Linked DNA regions of Macaca mulatta: region 2 is linked to region 1. The links are chromatin contacts, called in public Hi-C maps. All regions are on one chromosome and are shown on one strand. The core of a region is the stretch at or near the end of the contact, and the rest is flanking DNA. Distances in the headings are between cores, read along the strand shown.

Region 1 (4,957 bases), core at 2,216-4,715:
AATGACATAAAACAAAAGCCATCTAAATGTGGCACTTGACAAAGGCAAGTTACAGAGATTCAAATCAAATCCATGAATAAACTGTCAGACGTACTTGCCTCTATCTGAAATAAAAGCAGACAAATTACAGCGTAAGGATCAAAATTAAGTGGCTATTTCTTGAAAATAAAGAGGCAGAAAAGAACAATAGAATTCACTAACACACTTATAGGAACTTTTATAATTATGGTTTCTCTTTCCATTTAATTTAATTATTTACTCCACTAAAATGACGATGAGCTTCTTCTCTCCCACTCTTCTTCCTGTAAATTAAAATGGCAATATAATTTGGTTTGAGTTTTACTCCAAAAAAAAACCATATTTTTTTTAAAAGTACTTTAAGAGGAGCTGCATGAAGCTGTCAGCTTATTAACCACCAAGATCATCTGGCCATCACACCCTCCTGCTTCTAAGTTCCTAAAGATGACAAAATACCCTCCACATTCTTAAAATGTCATTTATGGGTATTCCCCTAATGAAAAATTAAGCCTTTCATAAACAAATGTGCATAGAGAATTCCTTTTGATATGTATGATTCACAATCTAATTTTTATTGGCAATATCTTGAAGTGTTGCAGCTTGCGCAATTCCTACAGGGGATAAAGATCTATCCGTTTTCCCATCTGATCTTTGCAGATTTCTTATAGATTTAAAAGGACTCACTAAAAAAGCCATGAGGAAAATAATTATGAATACACAGCAAAATGAAGTATGGGGCTGAAACCTAAGATAATGAAAAGTCACTGAATGTTATGCAAAGCTTCACAGTTGAAGTACTCTATTCCCATTTAAAATTTCAAAAAAACTAGATTTTCTTCTTACTGATTTTTCGTATATTAGGAATGCATATTTACCTCCAAAAAATCACAAACAAAAAGCCTTCCGAAAATATCATTTCCAAAAGGAGTATCTGCCAAACCTTACTGCACAGAAAATTATATATACACATTCTTTTTTAACACATTCTCAAATAACTATGGTAGGCGTTCCTGAGATCACCTCCTCCACCCCCCAAAAAAAGAACAGCAAATCTAACCACAATAAAGTATTAACCAAATTTTTTTAATGCAGTTATCACCAGCTAAGCAATTTATCACACAGCTCCTCAAAGTCTCAGACACACACAATGACATACCAACATGTCAAAACAGTTATTATAATTTGAAAAATTATACAACAGGAACATAAAAGTAGAAAAAAAAAACTTCCTCTGGAAAAACTCAAGTAGATTTGGGAGAGAGCAAAAAACGAGACTAATTTTAGAAAAATAACATTTCTTCAAGTGTTTGGTGTTTATCTGATACTGGTTCACTTTCGTAAAGAGAAACTTTACCTAACAAGACTCACACCAGGGTTCTAATCCATCCCCAAAGGCACTTTCTTAAAATGAGAAAGAACAAAGAAGGAAATCTCTCAGCATGTGCTTTCCATACTAGTTTCTTTGGACAGCATCAAGAGTGACAATATAGTCTGCACAAGCTTTTCGGCTTTATTCTATGGTCCATGTATAACAACTGATTAGCTATCATTCAAAAGAACTCCTAACAAAATAAATATTAGAAGGCAAAGATCACAGCAACATGATGACTCTATCATAAGAGAAAAATCATAGAAAACATGTCTTAAAGTTGTGTGCTTTTTTTTTTATTTCAAGGGTTAACTATCTCCAAATATTCAAATTCCTAAGGCTTTCTCATTTCAGTCAATAGTTTGAAACTGGAGAAAACCCAAAACCATCCATTCTAAATCTGCTCTCCCTTAAATAAAGTTGTAATTATAAGTACATTTTAAATGAATGACACTCAAAGCCAATACTTTAATACATAAATCTTGGAGTGTAAACATTGTGAAGTTATTAGGAGAAAAGATCTTTCGGTGAGGATATTCCACAGGAAAAACTCTACAGAATCAAATCTGGCATTTGGTTGTTCTAGAAGTTGTCGTTTCATTATAACGGAGAAAAAAATTAAATAATTTGTATTAATTATAAAAAGAAGACTCTCTCCAAAGATTTACAATTGTATATCCCAATCTCCACTCTGACAGAGATGTCAGTTCTCTGGGTCGAGACATAACCAGCTGCTGGGTTCACACACACAGGAAGCCACAGAGAAGATCGCGTTCAGAGCCTCGAAATAATACGCGTTAGTTAAGAACTGCCTGCTACTAAACCAAAATTATTCAAGCGGAGCCCCATTTGTCACAATCCAATCATAAGGGTTCCACCCCCCCTCCCCCAACTGCTTGTGTAGTGGTATATCTGCTTCGGTAAAGAAGCCATCATCAGGTAAAGATTGGGGTGGGAGAAAAGCGGGGAAAAGGGGGCACCCTTTCATCTAATTTCGTGAGGCGTGAGTAATTGGTACAGTTAAGAGGAACGTTCTATTTATCGGGGGTTAGAGTAGCATGAGGGGAGAATTTCGTTCAAATCAACATGGCCAGCAAGATGTCCCTACAAACAAAAGGCAATGGGGGGATATAAACACGAACCATTCACCTCCATCAGCTACAGCATCGCCATCATGGTGTGTGCAGAGACCCCCAAAGGCTCCTCTCACCCTCCACACCAGCCAAGGCAAGAGAAGGGAGAGAGGTAGCTACATCCCCCTCTCCCAACACTGCTTCCAAAGACACACTCTTCGAGGGGGTTTCTCCCCTCGGCTGCCCGGAATCAGAGAGAGAGTAACGTCCCGCCCAGGCTGACTCTCCCCCGCTACCTCTCAGCCGAACCCCAATGCCGGCCCGGGGCTCGCTAAACTTTACCAGAGCTTCTCCCCCCAGATCCCCACCCTATCGCCCCGGGATCGCGCTTCCCTCAAGCGGGGCACCCCAGGCGCTTCCTGAAAGCGAGCAGCCGGGGAGAGCCGAGTCCGGGGCGGGGGCGACAGGGATCCACGGAGGGGCGGGGCGGCCGGAGCCAAGTTCCCGGGGGTCTGAGAAGAGCGCCTGACAGGAGCCCGGGACTGCAAAGGAGGAAGAGGAAGCGGCCACGGGGAGCTTTCCCAATCCCCCCTACAAGAGCACCCTGCCCCCAGCCCCAGCTCCCCATGGGGGGCGGGGAGGCTAACTAGAAGGTGAAAAAGCCGAGCCCAGGAGACAGCTGCAGCCCCTACCTCCCGACTCCCTATCTCTTCCCCCGCCACCCCCGCCAGAGGCGCCCACAACAATAACACGCCGGGGACGACCCGTCAGCGCCCCCGAGGCACCCGGGGCCCGCGGCCCGCCGCAGGCGGGCCCCCTCTGCTGAGACCGGGCGCGCCTCTCTCCCTACAACTCCAGGCCCGGGTGGAGTCAGGCCCGAGCGGCCCCCCAGGGTCGGACCCATCCCCCCAGGCACCAGAGGCGCCGTCTCCGCGGCCGAATATTAGAAGTGAATTCGAGCTGCGCTTTACCTTTAGTTCCGCACTGTCCGCCATCTTGCGTCTGTCAGCGCAAGCGCAGTGAACCTCGCCGGGGGCCGCCGCTAGACCCGCCCCTCTAGCCGGCCTGGCCCCGCCCCGGCCCGCCCCTCCACCTTCCCAGCCCGCCTCTGGCCTCCGCCCCGCTTAGGGCGCTGGAAGCCCCGCCCCGGACACGTACAACTGCGAGACAGGCACGTTCTATTTAAATAATGGCGCCAAGCGGCGAGGTTTGACAGTTACTACCCCCTCGGCTTCCCAGCCCCCCCATCCTCTCTCGGCCAGCGCCTCCCGGGAAGGGCAGGGGCGAGAGGGATGCTGGCCTGAGCCCCATCTCTCCGCGGTCCGTGGAACGCTTCTGCATAGCTTCGACGCCTACGGTCACAGAAACAATGCTGTCCTCCAACCCCTAATAAGCAAGGCTTTTTCAGCACCTGCTACTTGCGAGGCTACCAGTGGGCTAAAAATAGAAATCCGTTACATTTAAGGGGCCCTTAATGAAGCATTTCTAGCATTATTGGCTCAGATCCTCCTCTTGATAACGCGGTGAGGTAGGCAAGGAAGAGATAATTCCCAGGGTATAGATTCAGAAATGAAAGCTCAGAAAGGAAAAGTGACTTGCACAAACAAGAATTTTTGCGAGGTGGCGTAAGACAAAATTTTGAAGGTGTTCATTAACATTTTTGTTTTAAAAAAATGTATTTAGTGACTATCTGTTGGCTTTGTGCTAACGGCTAAATATACATTGGGGAATCAAAGTCCCTGCCCTTCTGTAGTTCTCTAATGGGGAATCAGACAAGTGAACGAACAAAGATACAATTTCAAATGTTATTTTTTGAGTACCAGAAGGGAGCAAACGGTCCATTGAGAAAGAAGAAGGGTTTGGGAGATGTACTTAATTCTGGGAGAGTTTTATCCACTAAATTGACATTTAAGTAGACTTGATGGAAGGATTATTTCATTCTTTTTTGTCTCTACTAAAAGCCTTCTGGGCCGGGCGCGGTGGCTCAAGCCTGTAATCCCAGCACTTTGGGAGGCCGAGACGGGCGGATCACGAGGTCAGGAGATCGAGACTATCCTGGCTAACACGGTGAAACCCCGTCTCTACTAAAAAATACAAAAAACTAGCCGGGCGAGGTGGCGGGCGCCTGTGGTCCCAGCTACTCGGGAGGCTGAGGCAGGAGAATGGCCTGAACCCGGGAGGCGGAGCTTGCAGTGAGCTGAGATCCGGCCACTGCACTCCAGCCTGGGCGACAGAGCCAGACTCAGTCTCAAAAAAAAAAAAGAAAATTGGTCTCTCTCTCATGATTTTTTGTAAAACCAGATAACTCAGTTTTGTTTTAGTGAACATGGGTGACACCATTTTGATTTTTAGTCTGGTCTGGAGGCCTGATGCAGGAATTTGGTTCAAAACAATGGCATCCTGTGATTTTTATTTAACAATTAACCTAGGTGAAATTGTGACACTAAGACGGAGGGCGTTAGCACTACCCTCACTTAACATCATTCTGGTTTTCTAG
Region 2 (4,979 bases), core at 1,845-4,344, 150 kb before region 1:
CTGGCTCTCGCGCGCAGGGAGGGATGCCAGGCAGGACGGGGTTGCCGCAGCAGCTGCCTCACTCCCCCCTGGCCTTCCCAGGTACCTGGTCACCGAGGGCCAGATCTTCATCCTCTTCATCTTCACCTTCTTTGCCATGCTGGCCCTCGTCCTGCACCAGAAGCGCAAGCGCCTCTTCCTGGACAGCAACGGCCTTTTCCTCTTCTCCTCCTTCACACTGACCCTCTTGCTGGTGGCGCTCTGGGTCGCCTGGCTGTGGAATGACCCTGTTCTCAGGAAGAAGTACCCGGGTGTCATCTACGTCCCTGAGCCCTGGGCTTTCTACACCCTTCACGTCAGCAGTCGGCACTGAGTCCCTGGCACCAGGCTGTGGTGCTCTGCTGGGTGGGAGGTGGGCCATAGAGGGTGTCTGAATACAGGGGTAGGGGGTGTGGTGTGGGTGTGTAACCGGAGACTGAGAGCATGAGTGGGGTGTGCCTTGTGTGCGTGGATTCGTGTGCATGTGTGTGGATTCGTGTGTGCGTGGATTCATATGTGTGTGTGTCTTGTATATGTGTGTGTAGAGTGCATCATTTTCAGACTCTACTATTTCCGTCAAGTTTCTGTTTGATTTGGATCATCTCAGGATCGGATTCTGTTTTAGAGTGTTTCTGGGCCAGGATCCGGGCCCCTGCCCTCCTCTGCACCTGACCACACTCTCCCTGCTGGGGCTGGTCTGTTCTTCTGGTAGCTGTGCAGGAGAGGGCTGGGTGGGGCAGAGGCCAGGAGGGGACCTGGTGTGTCGCACACCCGCCACCTGGCTCATCCCTCAGGCCTACCCTGACCCTACATTACATAGGTTACATCAGCCTCTGTGGCTGTTGAGTAAAGTATTTCTCCTGTCTGGACCTCATTTGCACTAGATGGGCCTGTGGTCCCAAAGTAGGTCAGTGGGTTGGGGTTGCTGACACCCCCTGGGGGCAGCTTTGGGACAGATGAGTGGCTTGGTCCTGTCACTGCCCTCTCCCTGCCTAGGGGCTATGTGCACTCCAGACCCTGCCCAGGCTCAGGCCTATGAGGTGTGGAGCCAGCCTGACCCCCAGGAGCCAGAGGCACCGCCAACTCCCCTGGCATTCCAGCTCTCCAGGCGACCCTCCTCTACCCAAAGCTCTGTCTCCCACTCCCGCTCCAGAAGAACTGTGGCCACAGGCTTTGAGCGCCTGCATTCCTGGGTGGTGGGGCCAAAGGCCCTGAGCAAAAGCTGGAGCTCCTCTCATCAAAGCCTTTACAAGGTGCTGGGTCCAGAGGCTTTGCCTTGACAGCATGACCCCTGGTTTGGAGGGAGGAGGAGCCTCCCCTACCTAGGACCCCTCCCATGGGGGGGTCTACAGAGTCGGGGACAGAAGGGAAGGGACCCACAGGAAGTCATGGTGGTGCCCAGGGATGGGAAGGGACCCCCAGCCACGGGGACCCGGGATTCAAGAATAAAGCAAACAGTCACAGCTGCAGTTGCTGTTGGAGGTGTTTTTGTCTTTTCTCCCTTTTGTGCTGAGGTGTAGCACACACGGTGCGCCCCACAGCGTGGTGAGTTGCTGTATCGTGAACCCCCACGCAGCCATTGCCCCATGCCGATGTTTTCCATCTGTGCCGCATCCCCTGGGGACACCTACACACGTGAGGAGGGAGTTGGCCAGGGCACCCCAGCACACACTGGCCTAACTCCGAGGAGCCACCTCATCTCTCCTGGAGCACCTTCCCACAGGCAGAGGGATTCGGTGGGATTGTGTTGGCCTGGCCGCCTGCAGGCTTCCAGAGCCCAGGTGACTCCTTAACGTCCTTCTCTCCATCGTCTGCACAGAGGCAGCCTTTCCTCTATCCCTGCCCCGGGGGAAGGGAGCAGGGGCCTCCAACTCTGACAGGGAGGAGTCGAGTCCCCAGCTAAAATTCTGTGGGTCTAGAAACAGGTGTAAAGAGGCGACTCTGGGGATGTGATTTGGGGGAAAAGCACCCTTTCCACACAGGCAGTCAGGAAAGGGGAGAGGAGGGGAGAATGGGGCACAGGCAGCCCCTCCTGTCCCTGTGCCTGTGTGCAAACTGGCACGATGCCCCCCTTCCTATGGGCAGTGCAGCCCCTGGCCAGCAACCCCTCGCACCTGGGTTGGGGGCCCTTGTGTAGGGCACACCTGTGCGGCCACACCTACTTGTGGGCCGGACCTCGGGTGTAGAGCCCCATAGACTCAGCTGTGGACAAAAACCTCACGCCCCAAACAGGGAAATGGGATCTCAAGGGGAAGCAGCCGGGGAAGCCTCACACCGTGCCCCCATTTCCTCCTATGTGGGGGAGGGGAGCAGCACGAAGCCCTGAGGACTTGGGAGCATCAGCAGCTTCTGCGGAAGGGGTGGGGCTGAGGGTGGAGAGAGGAAAGGAAGGAAGAAAAGGGGAGCCTTCCTGGCCAGGGTAACTGGCACTAAGAGGCCTCACTCCAAGCCCCTGAGGAGCCTGCAGTGGGGCTGGAGACCCAGCCCAGGCCCCTCCCCGACCTGTGAAGTCCCCAGAAGGCGGGAGGTGAACTGGCACAGGCTGGGAACCGGCTGTGCGCTGGCCGCTTGATTTCGCCAACGGCCCTGTCATTCAGCTGGTGAGGAAACTGAGGCACACACTGAGGTAGAATGACTTGCCAGTCACTCAGCAGGTCAGCAGGCGGGGAGGACTGAATCCCAGCCTGAGAGCACCAAAGCTTGTGTCCCTGCAGTACCGAGCCCCAAGCCTGCGCGCCCTGGTGCCCATCTCTGAGTTGGGCCGTCTTGGAAGGGTTCCCTTCCTCCTCCAAGATGGTGTGTGAGGAGCCTTCAGTACGACCCAGGGTGTAAAGTGTCCAACTCTAGTCGGGGCTTGATGGTGTCCCCGCCGAGTCCCAGGAGAGAGAAGACCCCTTCCTGGAGTCCAGGGCTCCCAGGAAGAAACTGGCATTTGTGCCTTTGCTGCGGCTTCTGGAGGCGGAGACTCTGAGCCCTGGGAGAGCCTTCCGCAGCCCCGTTTCCTCAAAAATCCAACCTGCCCGGGTGGCGGGTCCTGAGCTGTGCTCAGGAAGCTGGAATCTGACCCTGGTGGCGTCGGGCCCGGTCTCCATGGCAGCCGAGCATTTATTACCCGGGCCTCCACCCAGCTTGGCAGACTTTAGACTTGAGGCTGGAGGAAACTGAACGCGGTTCTGGGAGCAGTGAACGCACGGGTGGCAGCCGGGGCCTCAGGATGGTGAGTGAGGGTCTGTGTGGGCCTGGCCAGGGCTGGGGGTGTGAGCCTCAGGTGGAGCCCTCCCCTGACTGCTTTCCTTTCTCTGCTGCAGGCCAAGTTTCTTTCCCAAGACCAAATTAATGGTAGGTTGGGTTTGTTCTTTAATTAGCAACTCAGCAAAACATGGGTCTCATTAGGCAGTTTGCTCTGCTCATGTTTTCTTGGTGGGAAGGAAGGTGGCTGGGCGAGAGCTGGGCCCACCCACGGGGCCAAGAGCTGCAGGGAGGCGGCCGTCAGTGGGCTGGGGGTCGGGGGTAAGCCTCCAAAATAGAAATGTGGCTTTATACGTGTCAGTGTGATTTACAAGCCAGGGCGCTAAGACAGAGCCCACTAGGTTTCCCTCCAGAGCCTGACCAGTTGGATTTGGGGACTGAGGGGACTGGGGATGGAGAGAGAGACCATTAAAGGTATGGCTGACAGCAGGGAAAGAGGAGGGGCTTTGTAACTGAGACAGAACAGAGGCCAGGTTTGCACTCTCCAGCAGGATGTGTCTACTCTCTGGGCCTCAGTCTCCCTATCTGTAAAATGGGAGGGGGTCCACTGAGTCCCCTTTGCCCTGGCATCAAGTCTGGTTTGGGTGTGAGCACTTCATTCCCTGGGTCCCCTACTCTGCCAGCCCTCGACCAGGCTTCAGTTTCACACCATGCAGGTTCTATTTCCACAAGGCCAAGAGCACAAAGGGTTGGGTTACAAAGAACTCAGGGGCCCAGACCTGAGCCAGGGGAGCCTCATGACTGCAGCCCCCCTATACCTGGCAGGAGAGGCCCAGGAGGCACAGCCAGCTGCTGCTTGAGGTTGTGACCCTGAACCTGTCCCAACAGTGGACGTCAATGGGCCTGAGAGTCCCCCCAGGCATCCCTATTCCTCCAGGTCTCTGCTGAAACATCGCCTTCTCAGTGAGTCCTTCGCTGACTACTGGAGCTAAAATTACAGGTACCAAGGCTGGGCGCGGTGGCTCACGCCTGTAATCCCAGCACTTTGGGAGGCCAAGGCGAGCAGATCACGAGGTCAGGAGTTCGAGACCAGCCTGGACAATATGTTGAAACCCCGTCTCTACTAAAAATACAAAAATTAGCTGGGCATGGTGGTGGGTGCCTGTACTCCCAGCTGCTCAGGAGGCTGAGGCAGAAGAATCGCTTGAACCCAGGAGGCGGGGTTGCAGTGAGCCAAGATCGTGCCACTGCACTCCAGCCTGGGCGACAGAGTGAGACTCTGTCTCAACAACAACAAATTACAGGCACCTTGGGCCCTTGTGATCCAGGGTAGGGTCCTGAGAGCCCAGCCAAATGGGGTTAGGGTTACCCGGCCAGGAGTTCCAGAGTTCTGGGTATTCTGAGCTTGGTCTAGAGGGGCAGGAATTGTGAGCTCCAGGTGGGCACCTCCATGTAGACCCCTCAAACTCTTTATCCCAAGAGGAGGGCCAGGGCAGGAGCAGGGACTTTTAAAACACAGGGCCCGGGGCAGCACCCTCTTGTCCAGGTCCAAAGGTGATACTGAATGGTGGACTGAGGGCTGGAGTTCAGCTCTCAGCCTCAGCATCCTCCCACCCATGCCTGGTTTTAAGGCTCACTGACCCTCCCTCCTGGGATGGCCAAAGCTCTCAGAAGGGAAGAAGGTAATTTCTCTTTGTATCCCAGTATCTGACACCAAGAAAGTGGCCACCAATGTTTAACGAGTGTGTAAAAGACTGGACGGGATGGCCTAG

The links. Hi-C and Micro-C count contacts between places; a contact is called where the count stands out from the background.
Region 2: a Hi-C map of liver shows a contact between it and region 1, with 3 times the contacts expected there. The contact joins the promoter of CALML4 here to the promoter of PIAS1 in region 1. A contact is called at or near these places in 2 of 14 Hi-C or Micro-C datasets (fetal cortex germinal zone and liver).

The regions. Positions count from the first base shown.
Region 1 is chr7:45,607,114-45,612,070 of T2T-MMU8v2.0, reverse strand. PIAS1 (protein inhibitor of activated STAT 1) reads right to left here and starts at 3,465. Exons shown (of 14, transcript NM_001266301.2): 1 at 3,432-3,465. The coding sequence starts at 3,455.
Region 2 is chr7:45,760,704-45,765,682 of T2T-MMU8v2.0, reverse strand. It overlaps CALML4 (calmodulin like 4), which reads left to right and starts at 3,094. Exons shown (of 6, transcript XM_015142552.3): 1 at 3,094-3,176; 2 at 3,178-3,235; 3 at 3,327-3,357. The coding sequence starts at 3,109. It overlaps CLN6 (CLN6 transmembrane ER protein), which reads left to right. Exons shown (of 8, transcript XM_077939628.1): 8 at 82-1,487. The coding sequence ends at 352.